2 separate regions of the Arachis hypogaea genome follow, and region 1 is linked to region 2. A link is a contact called in public Hi-C data. All regions are on one chromosome and are shown on one strand. Each heading gives the region's core, a stretch centred on a gene start, on an enhancer-like site or on the middle of the called end of the contact. The rest is flanking DNA. Distances are from core to core; before and after follow the strand shown.

Evidence for each region. Hi-C and Micro-C count contacts between places; a contact is called where the count stands out from the background.
Region 1: a Hi-C map of leaf shows a contact between it and region 2, with 6 times the contacts expected there. The contact joins two enhancer-like sites. A contact is called at or near these places in 3 of 8 Hi-C or Micro-C datasets (all in leaf).

Annotation. Positions count from the first base shown.
Region 1 is chr13:143,551,101-143,555,540 of arahy.Tifrunner.gnm2.J5K5, forward strand. LOC112792528 (pyruvate dehydrogenase E1 component subunit beta-3, chloroplastic) reads right to left here. Exons shown (of 4, transcript XM_025835798.3): 4 at 2,913-4,060. The coding sequence ends at 3,088. Among protein-coding and RNA genes, the nearest start is that of LOC112792528, 3.8 kb to the right of the region's middle. Within about 2 kb of position 2,486, at least 3 of the 3 cell types and tissues checked have open chromatin away from gene starts, as enhancers often do.
Region 2 is chr13:143,360,187-143,364,762 of arahy.Tifrunner.gnm2.J5K5, forward strand. It overlaps LOC112792523 (cullin-4), which reads left to right. Exons shown (of 17, transcript XM_025835791.3): 12 at 1-123; 13 at 239-376; 14 at 479-559; 15 at 751-831; 16 at 1,114-1,194; 17 at 1,329-1,760. The coding sequence ends at 1,442. Among protein-coding and RNA genes, the nearest start is that of LOC112792523, 8.2 kb to the left of the region's middle. Within about 2 kb of position 2,540, at least 1 of the 3 cell types and tissues checked has open chromatin away from gene starts, as enhancers often do.

The sequences.
Region 1 (4,440 bases), core at 1,236-3,735, 190 kb after region 2:
AAAAATAATATATAATTATTTATATATATACAGATGATTGCATATACTATGTAATTATATATAATTATATACCATGGATGGTCCCCTGTAAAAAATGTATTTGAGTATTTGGGTTCGCAGTTTAATTCAGAGAAGTTCCAAACGATCCATATATACTTCACAAAATTATAAACCAATATTTTTAATTATAGACATTCTACACAAAAGTGAAACCAACCTAGCTAGGTAGGTCTTCAATATCCCAACACATCATTTAAGTCTCTTTCTTCAAAACCTTCTTTAGCTTTAACCAATTCTTCTCTTGCCACTTTAAGATCAACTTCTAGAACTGCCACATTCTCCTTCATTTTTTTCACATGCATAGCTCTCTCCTTATAATTCCTCATGCCCAAAGCACACTTAACATGAGGCTCCAACCAAGCCAAATCATCAAATCCAAAAGCCTTCACTTCTTTCCATAAAACTTGAAGTTCCTTGCAACCTTCATCATTCATATCCTTCACCTTCTTAGTCTTAAGAAAATGTAACACTCTTCCCAATGCCATGAATCCCCACTTGGTGAACATAGAACTATGATTGCTGTTCTTATGACATTCAATGACTGATGGATGCTTATGACAAGCTTCCTCTGCCAATTGAACAAAACCCTTTTCGTTTGTGTTCTCAAAATCTTCATAAACATGAAAACATGGTTTTGAGGAATCATCAATAATAGTGTTACTAGTTCCATCATCTAACTGGTTATGATGATGTGGTGATTCCTTCACAAAAAATTCGGCAACAATGATCAAATTATCATTAAAAGTAAGTTCTAGTGGATTCAAAGACGTCCTCCAACTGAAAACACAACTTCCACGATGAGTATCTTCGGTGAATCTTACTTGTCCATCTTGCATAGTAAAAAGAAAAATTTGACTAAATTAAAAATTGGGAGCTAATAATAAAAGAATCTTAGATCTTAATCTTCATGCTTTTTTAATTTTATTTTATTTTATTCAATTTCAAATTATATTTGAGACGAAATTCTATTGTGTTGATTGACATGTTTGAGCATCTCTCTGCTATTATCACTTGGAATCAGATGAATCATCTTTCCCTGCAATATGTTATTACATAAATATAATAATTGTTCTCTTTCATACATATATTGTTCTCTTTCATCCATATACAGGATCAAAAATAACTAACCTTCAACGTTTTCTTATTCTCCTTTTCTGTTGTTGTATTTATTTATTTATTTATTTATATCTACAGTAACATCATTCTCTTTCTACGAATCATCTACTTGTCCTGTTACTCTATTATATGAAAGGATAAACATGATGTCATGTTTTTTTTAAACCCTCGTTCGCTAGTTAATTGGTAAAATGATATGAATTTATCATCTATCACATTTTATCTTAATAAATTTTTATAATAGTCTCTGAAATACACAAAATTTTTTATAATGATTTTTGAGATTTAAATTTTTTTATAATGTTTTCTTAGATAAAATTTCGAACATCATAATAATTTTTGTGTCATTTTTCTTGTTGAGTCAGCTGTTAGAGTGCTGACGTGGCTATCTTTCGTCACACCAAACGCCCCAATTAATGGCTAAGTGATGTAATATTATTTCAATTTATACTCAATCTGATCTCTCACTCAATATATAATCCTAATCCCTAATGTGCATTGTACTTATTGTGCTTTTCATCTCATTCTTCTTCTTCATCTCTTTCTTTTTATCAATGATTGTTAATGTTCAGAAACAAAGATAAGAGGTGATAGCACTAACCCTAATGTGTATCATTGTTTTTGTGTTAGACTTAGTGCTGCCATCTCCTATCATAGTTTCTTAATATTAACCTTAACCATCCATAAAGAAAAAAGAGATGAAAAAAAACACGAGATGAAAAATACAATAAGCACTATACACATTAAGAATTAGGATTATATATTGAGCGAAGGATTAAACTAGGTATAAATTAAAATGACGTCACGTCACTTAGTCATTAGAAATGTCCAGTATGATAAAAATGACTACATCAACACTCCAATAACTGACTCAGCATAAAAAATGTCTCAAAAATGATTATGATGTTCGAAGATCTATCTAAGAGACTATTACAAAAAAAAAATTTAATTTTGAAGACCATTATAAAAAATTCCGTGAATTTCAGAAATTATTATGGATTTCCTTCATTTTATCTCCAACATTCAACGCCTTAGGTACGTGTGGGTTTGTCGGGTGTCGGGACAAAAGTATAGGAGTTTTCATACATGAAATTTATGTAATAAAGTTCCATGTCTTTTAAACCCTAAACCCTAAACTCTTTATCTTTGGGAATAAAAATAAAAAAGTTCTATGAAACCATCTCCATAATTTCACTTTCACCTCAACAGAAAAACTTATGGGAATCAAGCACAAATGAAGTACCCGAGTATATGCATCCCATGAAAACAAAGCAAATCTAGAAACTAAAACAGCTTTAGTCCCAAAAACGGAAATTAAATAGTATTAGAATTGGCCCAAAAGCTCCACCTTTTTTATCTATGCCCATAGGCTGCAGGCCCCTCAAGAGTCCACAAAACATATTTTGATCCTCTCATGTTTACATTGAACATTTGCCACGACCAAAAACAAATTGAACATTTGACCTTGCGCTGTCCAAAAAACTGAATTTGAGTTTACCCCAATATATATGATGTTCACATTTTCACCATTGATTATTTTAACCTTTTTTTTTTTGTAGTGCAACTCAAAATCAAATGGTCTTCAAAAAAGTTTCTAGTGAAAAAAGAAAAATAGCTTTGATAGTTATCTAAATTCAATTCACCGGCGCTTCTAGCAATGTTTATATGAAACGATTTGATTTTTGTTGATGAATCATGCAACACCGTACATTCGACAAAAATGCTACCCAAAAAAATGGCGATAGAACGATGCAGATTAACTGATTGAGAATACTGGGCTGGGACTGACTCAACAGTTGCAAATATTCTTGGGATAAACACTTTGTAGCTGAATTAACATTTAACATTTAACAAGCAGAATAGCTGTACCGAAAGCATTTCTAATTGGAAGGTAATGTATTTATGAAGGTATCACTGGCATAGCTGCTCAACTGCTGAGACAATCTGAGCAGGTTGAACCACTGTCCATTCCTCCAATGTTCCAGCATATGGAGTTGGCACATCCTGAGAGGATAGGCATACTATAGGAGCATCCAAGTAGTCATGGAAATTCTCGGTAATGGCAGCTGTCAAGCTGGCGCCAATTCCGCCTGTTCGCATGCATTCTTCCACAATCAACACACGATGTGTCTTCTTCACTGAACATCCAATAGTGTAAAGATCAAATGGTTTCAAGGACCTGATATCGATTACTTCAGGGTCATACCCCTTGTTCACCAATGTCTTGGCAGCTTGCATCACATGATACCTCATCCTGGAATAGGTTAATATTGTGATATGCTCCCCAGGCCTAACCATCTCGGCTTCTTCGAGTGATAATACATACTCTTCATCTGGAATTCTCTCCTTGAGGTTATAAAGCAATACATGCTCGAAAAGTATCACAGGGTTCTCGCTTCGGATAGCAGCTTTCATCAATCCCTTAGCATTGTAAGGGGTTGAGCAAGCAACCATTTGGATCCCAGGGATTGATTGAAAATATGATTCCAGTCGCTGCGAGTGCTCTGCTCCAAGTTGCCGCCCTACTCCACCAGGCCCACGAATGACAATTGGTATTGTAAACTGACCTCCAGATGTGTAATGAAGCATGCCGCAATTATTAGAGATCTGGTTAAATGCCAGGAGTAAAAATCCCATGTTCATACCCTCAACAATTGGCCTCAGACCCGTCATTGCAGCTCCAATGCCCATGCCAGTGAAGGAGTTTTCAGCAATAGGGGTGTCCAAAACTCTGAGGTCCCCGTACTTTTCAGCAAGGCCTTTAGTCACCTTGTAAGATCCTCCATAATGACCAACATCTTCGCCCATGACACATACGCGAGGATCCCTCTCCATCTCTTCTTCCAAACCTTCATGGAGGGCTTCGAAAAGGAGAAGTTCGTGCCTGAAAGTAAAATGCATATCCGGCCATCTGTCATTATTGATCATAACTCTCATAAAAAGGATGTAAAAGGAAAATTTGCAAGCAAACTTTTATTTTAGCAAGTTAAACTAATGTACAGACTGTTGTTCCAAATTTTCAAAAGGATGTCCCAAGGTTTTTCATTTTTTAAACCTTCATCATGGGCCACCAGTCCTTCCCTTCTTTATGTTACAACAGGAGCAGAAAACACCCAAAGGAATAAGTTGTTATATGCAAAAAATCAACAAGAAAAACTACTTTATGTGGTTTCCAGTTCCAGAACCCTTTTTGAGTATTCAGTACCACAAAATTTTGAAACTTATGGAGGCTTGGTGAACATGAGCTGTGACTATCAAAAAGTT
Region 2 (4,576 bases), core at 1,290-3,789:
AAAGAGTTCTATCTAAGCAAATATAGTGGAAGACGTCTGATGTGGCAAAATTCATTAGGTCATTGTGTCTTAAAGGCAGAGTTTCCTAAAGGAAAAAAGGAGCTCGCTGTGTCCTTATTTCAGGTTGGCCTTTTGACAACCATTATTTTAGATGTTATTATTTCCATTGCTTGTGCAGTCTATCTTGTATTTTGTACATTTCCATTATTTATTAATTCTCCATGATTGGCTGTGTCAGACTGTTGTTCTAATGCTATTCAATGACGCCGAGAAACTAAGTTTTCAAGATATTAAAGACGCTACTAGCATTGAGGATAAGGAACTGAGAAGGACTCTGCAATCACTTGCATGTGGAAAAGTTCGAGTCCTACAAAAGGCGAGTTTGCAATTATTTGCAGAGTTTCCAACTTTCCATTATGTTTAATTTGATCTATCAGATCTCTTGGATTTCCTAATTCCCTTAATGAACGCATTGCAGATTCCCAAGGGTAGAGACGTCGAGGATGATGACTCATTTGTTTTCAATGACACGTTTATGGCTCCTCTTTACCGTATAAAGGTGCCACCCTATTGCCTATAAAAAATAGGGATCAGATCGGATGATTCTATTCCGTGGTTATGTGTTTTCATTCTGCCAGAGTTTCAGCCTATTGATGAATGCTTGATAGGAAGTTTTTAGTGATCTAGCTATTACATGGTTCTTTTTTCACACTACAAATTACAAACTAATTTTAATGTTATGGGGCGCAGGTGAATGCAATTCAGCTGAAGGAGACAGTCGAGGAGAACACAAGCACCACCGAGAGAGTTTTCCAAGACCGTCAATATCAGGTTTATTTTCTTTCTATCCATGCCTTTTCCCACTTGAGCTGATGCACTACTTTGGCTTCTCATGGAAGTTAAATGTTTGGTGCACTGGTATCTTCAATCGGATATGTTTGGGGCACTAATAAATGCCTTTTGAAACCCGTGAGAATCCAAGTTTCATGTTAAGTCATTAGGATCATTCATGCATTGACATCTACACTTTATACAACATCTGTTAAGTCTGTTATGCTCCATCATCTGTAGTAAACATATTTACATTCGTGACAACGACATGGTTCATTGCAGGTTGATGCTGCTATTGTGAGGATAATGAAGACTAGAAAAGTGCTTAGTCACACCCTTCTTATCACTGAACTCTTCCAACAGGTAAAACTAATGGTTCATTTATCAACTAAAACGGTATATATGTCTATCAAAATGCCCCGTTTGCTTTTGTTGTGCGATTAAATACAAATGACCACTTCTGATTGAGACTGCTAACTAATTTTTTTCTGAAACAGCTCAAATTCCCAATAAAACCAGCTGATTTGAAGAAAAGGATAGAAAGCCTTATAGATAGGGAGTATCTAGAGAGAGATAAGAACAACCCACAAATATACAATTACCTTGCTTAAATTAGTATGCTTCTGACTTCACATTATAGAATTTTCTTGAATTTTTTTTTGTAAATGACAATCATGGGAAAGACTTCACTGAGTCCCTCAGTCATATATGTATAGTATACTATGCTGGATTCTCCCTCCAACCTCAACCCCCTCTCTTTTTCACTTTATCTACAATCGTACTGTAATTATAAACCCTTTTTTATTTTGCCTCTTGAAGTTTTCTCTATATCAATAGTTACTCATCTTAACTACTTTCTGTGTAACGCGGTAAGAATCATCTATACCACATAATCGCATTGTAATTTATAATATTTCTTTGCAGCCTTCTATAGCATGGTATTCTGTGACCCTTTTGCTATTAGCAAATTTCTGTTTATTGGTGCGAATTGTAAAAAGTAAAAGTAAATAAAATGTTAAGCATGTTTGAATAATCGAATGCCTTCAAAATCTAGTTAATAGTTCATAATTAAACTGATTTTTTCCCCAACGCACTTTCACAATATTTAATTCAGGCACAGGTAAGTTTCTGAAAGTTCATATTTGAAGTAATTTGTAATCTATATATATGAAAGAGTTGGTGTATAAATTCCTTTAAAATTTTATTATATATAATTTATAAAAAATATTTTGTTAATTCAAAATTAAATTTATTATCTCTTTTATTTTAATATATATACATACTATTTCTCAAATTTGTTATTATTATTCAATTAATTTATAATATAAATGCCTGAATGGTGAGATTATTAATGCACTGGTGAAAATTAAAATAATATTTTTTTTGTTGAGAATTGGCTTAACGAGGTTGCTCAAAGTTACTACGCAGAAAAGTAAATGTCCTATTGATTATTTTGTGTATGTAATAATTTATTGGCTATTTTATATATATAATAATTTATTGGCTAACTATAAGTATTTAAATAGAATTTTAAGTAGGTTGAGGGATATAATGGAAACCCTTAAAAAACATAAAAGCTTTATGATTAAAATTAAAAACAGAAGAAAAGGCCCGGAGTCAAAAGAGAAAAGGATCAATAAGCCGATGGGCGAAATTCTATTGGATAAAATGTTAAAGTACGTACATGGCCCATGACTAAAAAAACACACGTACATGCCCTTGAAAAAAAAAAGGAGGTACATGCATTTTCACGCAAATAATTAACCTGTATTAACCAACCCACTTAAATAAGTGTTGAGGTTTGAATCCTACTTTATACATGCCGTAATTCAAATCTTTAAGAGAAAGTATAGAGAGCCAATGACCTAAACATACAATGTGTACAATAAAGGTTTAGAAAGTATTAGAGATATGATTATTAGTGTTACATTGTCCTATCAGGTTACGTTTTTGGGATGAGTGGTTTTAGGATATGGTATTAGAGTTCCAGATCCGGAAGGTCAAGAGTTCGTGATGTTCATTTTATTCATAAACCAAAGATTTAGTCCATTGTACACATTGTATATTTAGGCCATTGGCTCCGTAGCACTACTCAATCTTTAAATGTAATTTAAATTCGTAACAAATTAGTCTTTGTCTAACCCGGGTATTAATAAAAGTTAAAAATTTTAATTTAAATGCATCACTTTAAATCTCATAGAAAGTAGAAACACTCGAATATGTCCTCTTATCCATCCACTCTAAATCAATTTGTTTATTTATTTTTTAGATCGTTGAAAGGAAACTCAACTTGTTCCACTAAATCAAGTTGTAGAAATTATACATCCCAAAGAAGTAGCCGCATGTATAATAATAAGTTCTGCCGAAGACTATACTCTATTTCTCTCAAATAATGAAAGACCATGCTCTTCCAATACTTCTTCTGACAGTTAGCTCAGTCGCAGTCATGACTCATTCACAATGGAAACTAAAGTTGGTAGCCTTTTCATTATGTTGGTGTCGTTTTCATTTTCTTTTTGGATGCCGTTCAAAAGAGAAAACCAAAAGCTGAACATTATTTTGTTTTTAACTGTTCTATGTCTAAGTTGGAATCTAAGTTCGAATTCCACTAGGGAATGAGAATGACCATACATGTAATGTAACGCAGCATGTGTATGTATGTATGTATGTATCATGTGTGTAAACTTTCTCAATGCTATACTAGTTGACTTTATTTTTGCCACCACATGCTTGACTAGTGTAGCAGTGCTATGTTAACAAATTTGAATACATTATTATATACATTTCATAACTTCATTCTCCGTGGGTACTATATATACGTAATAATATATAATGTTAATTAGTTACCCCCAAAAAATATAATAACTAAAATATATTATGTATATACATACCAAAATCAACTACATTTATATCTAAAGACATATGTCATTTAAATTATTTTTAATGTATATTTTGTATTTTTAATGTATATTTTGTATTTTTATATATATTCTATAATAATAATAATTAATTTTGACGTACATCTGACATGGTTAAATTTTAATTTAGAGTAAAATATTATTTTTATCTCCAACGTTTGGAGTAAGTCTTAAAGTTGTCTGTAACGTTTAAATTCTCATATTTATGTTTCTAATGTTTAAAAATTGATTCAATGTTATCCTACCGTCATCAACACTAACAAAACTGCCTACGTGGACAATACACGTTGCTAACCTCAAACATGTGTATTGACACGTATGTCCCTTCGCGCTTATTGTTTTTTTTAGCATACAAAACAGTCTCATTCAGATGACAGAAGAAAAAACGTAACACTTCATCTTTCACACTCTTTGAACCCTACCACTTTTTTTTCCTCTCTTCTTCGAGCTTGATCACAGTGGAAGACAACGGATTGAAGGTAGTTTGGGTTTCGATTTTCTCTGCGAAGGAGAAGATTGCTCCATCTTGATCTTCACAAGTGTTGAAACGGCACAGAGTGAAAAGGTATGTAGAATCTATGTTTGATCTTCGTTTCAAGTGAATAGTTCATGCAAGTAAATCTGTTAATGTATAGGATTTTTGTGATTGCAATATTGTCATTGTTAGGGTTTGGAGTTCTTGATGGTAGCAAAATTTTTTTATTTACACTTTTTTCCTTAAATATTTAATACCTTTTTTTTGTAATGTTTGAAACTTGTAATAGAAAAAGTAACGGAAGATATGTATCATTTTAGTGTAAAAATTTATCATCAAGGTAGGTTTCGAC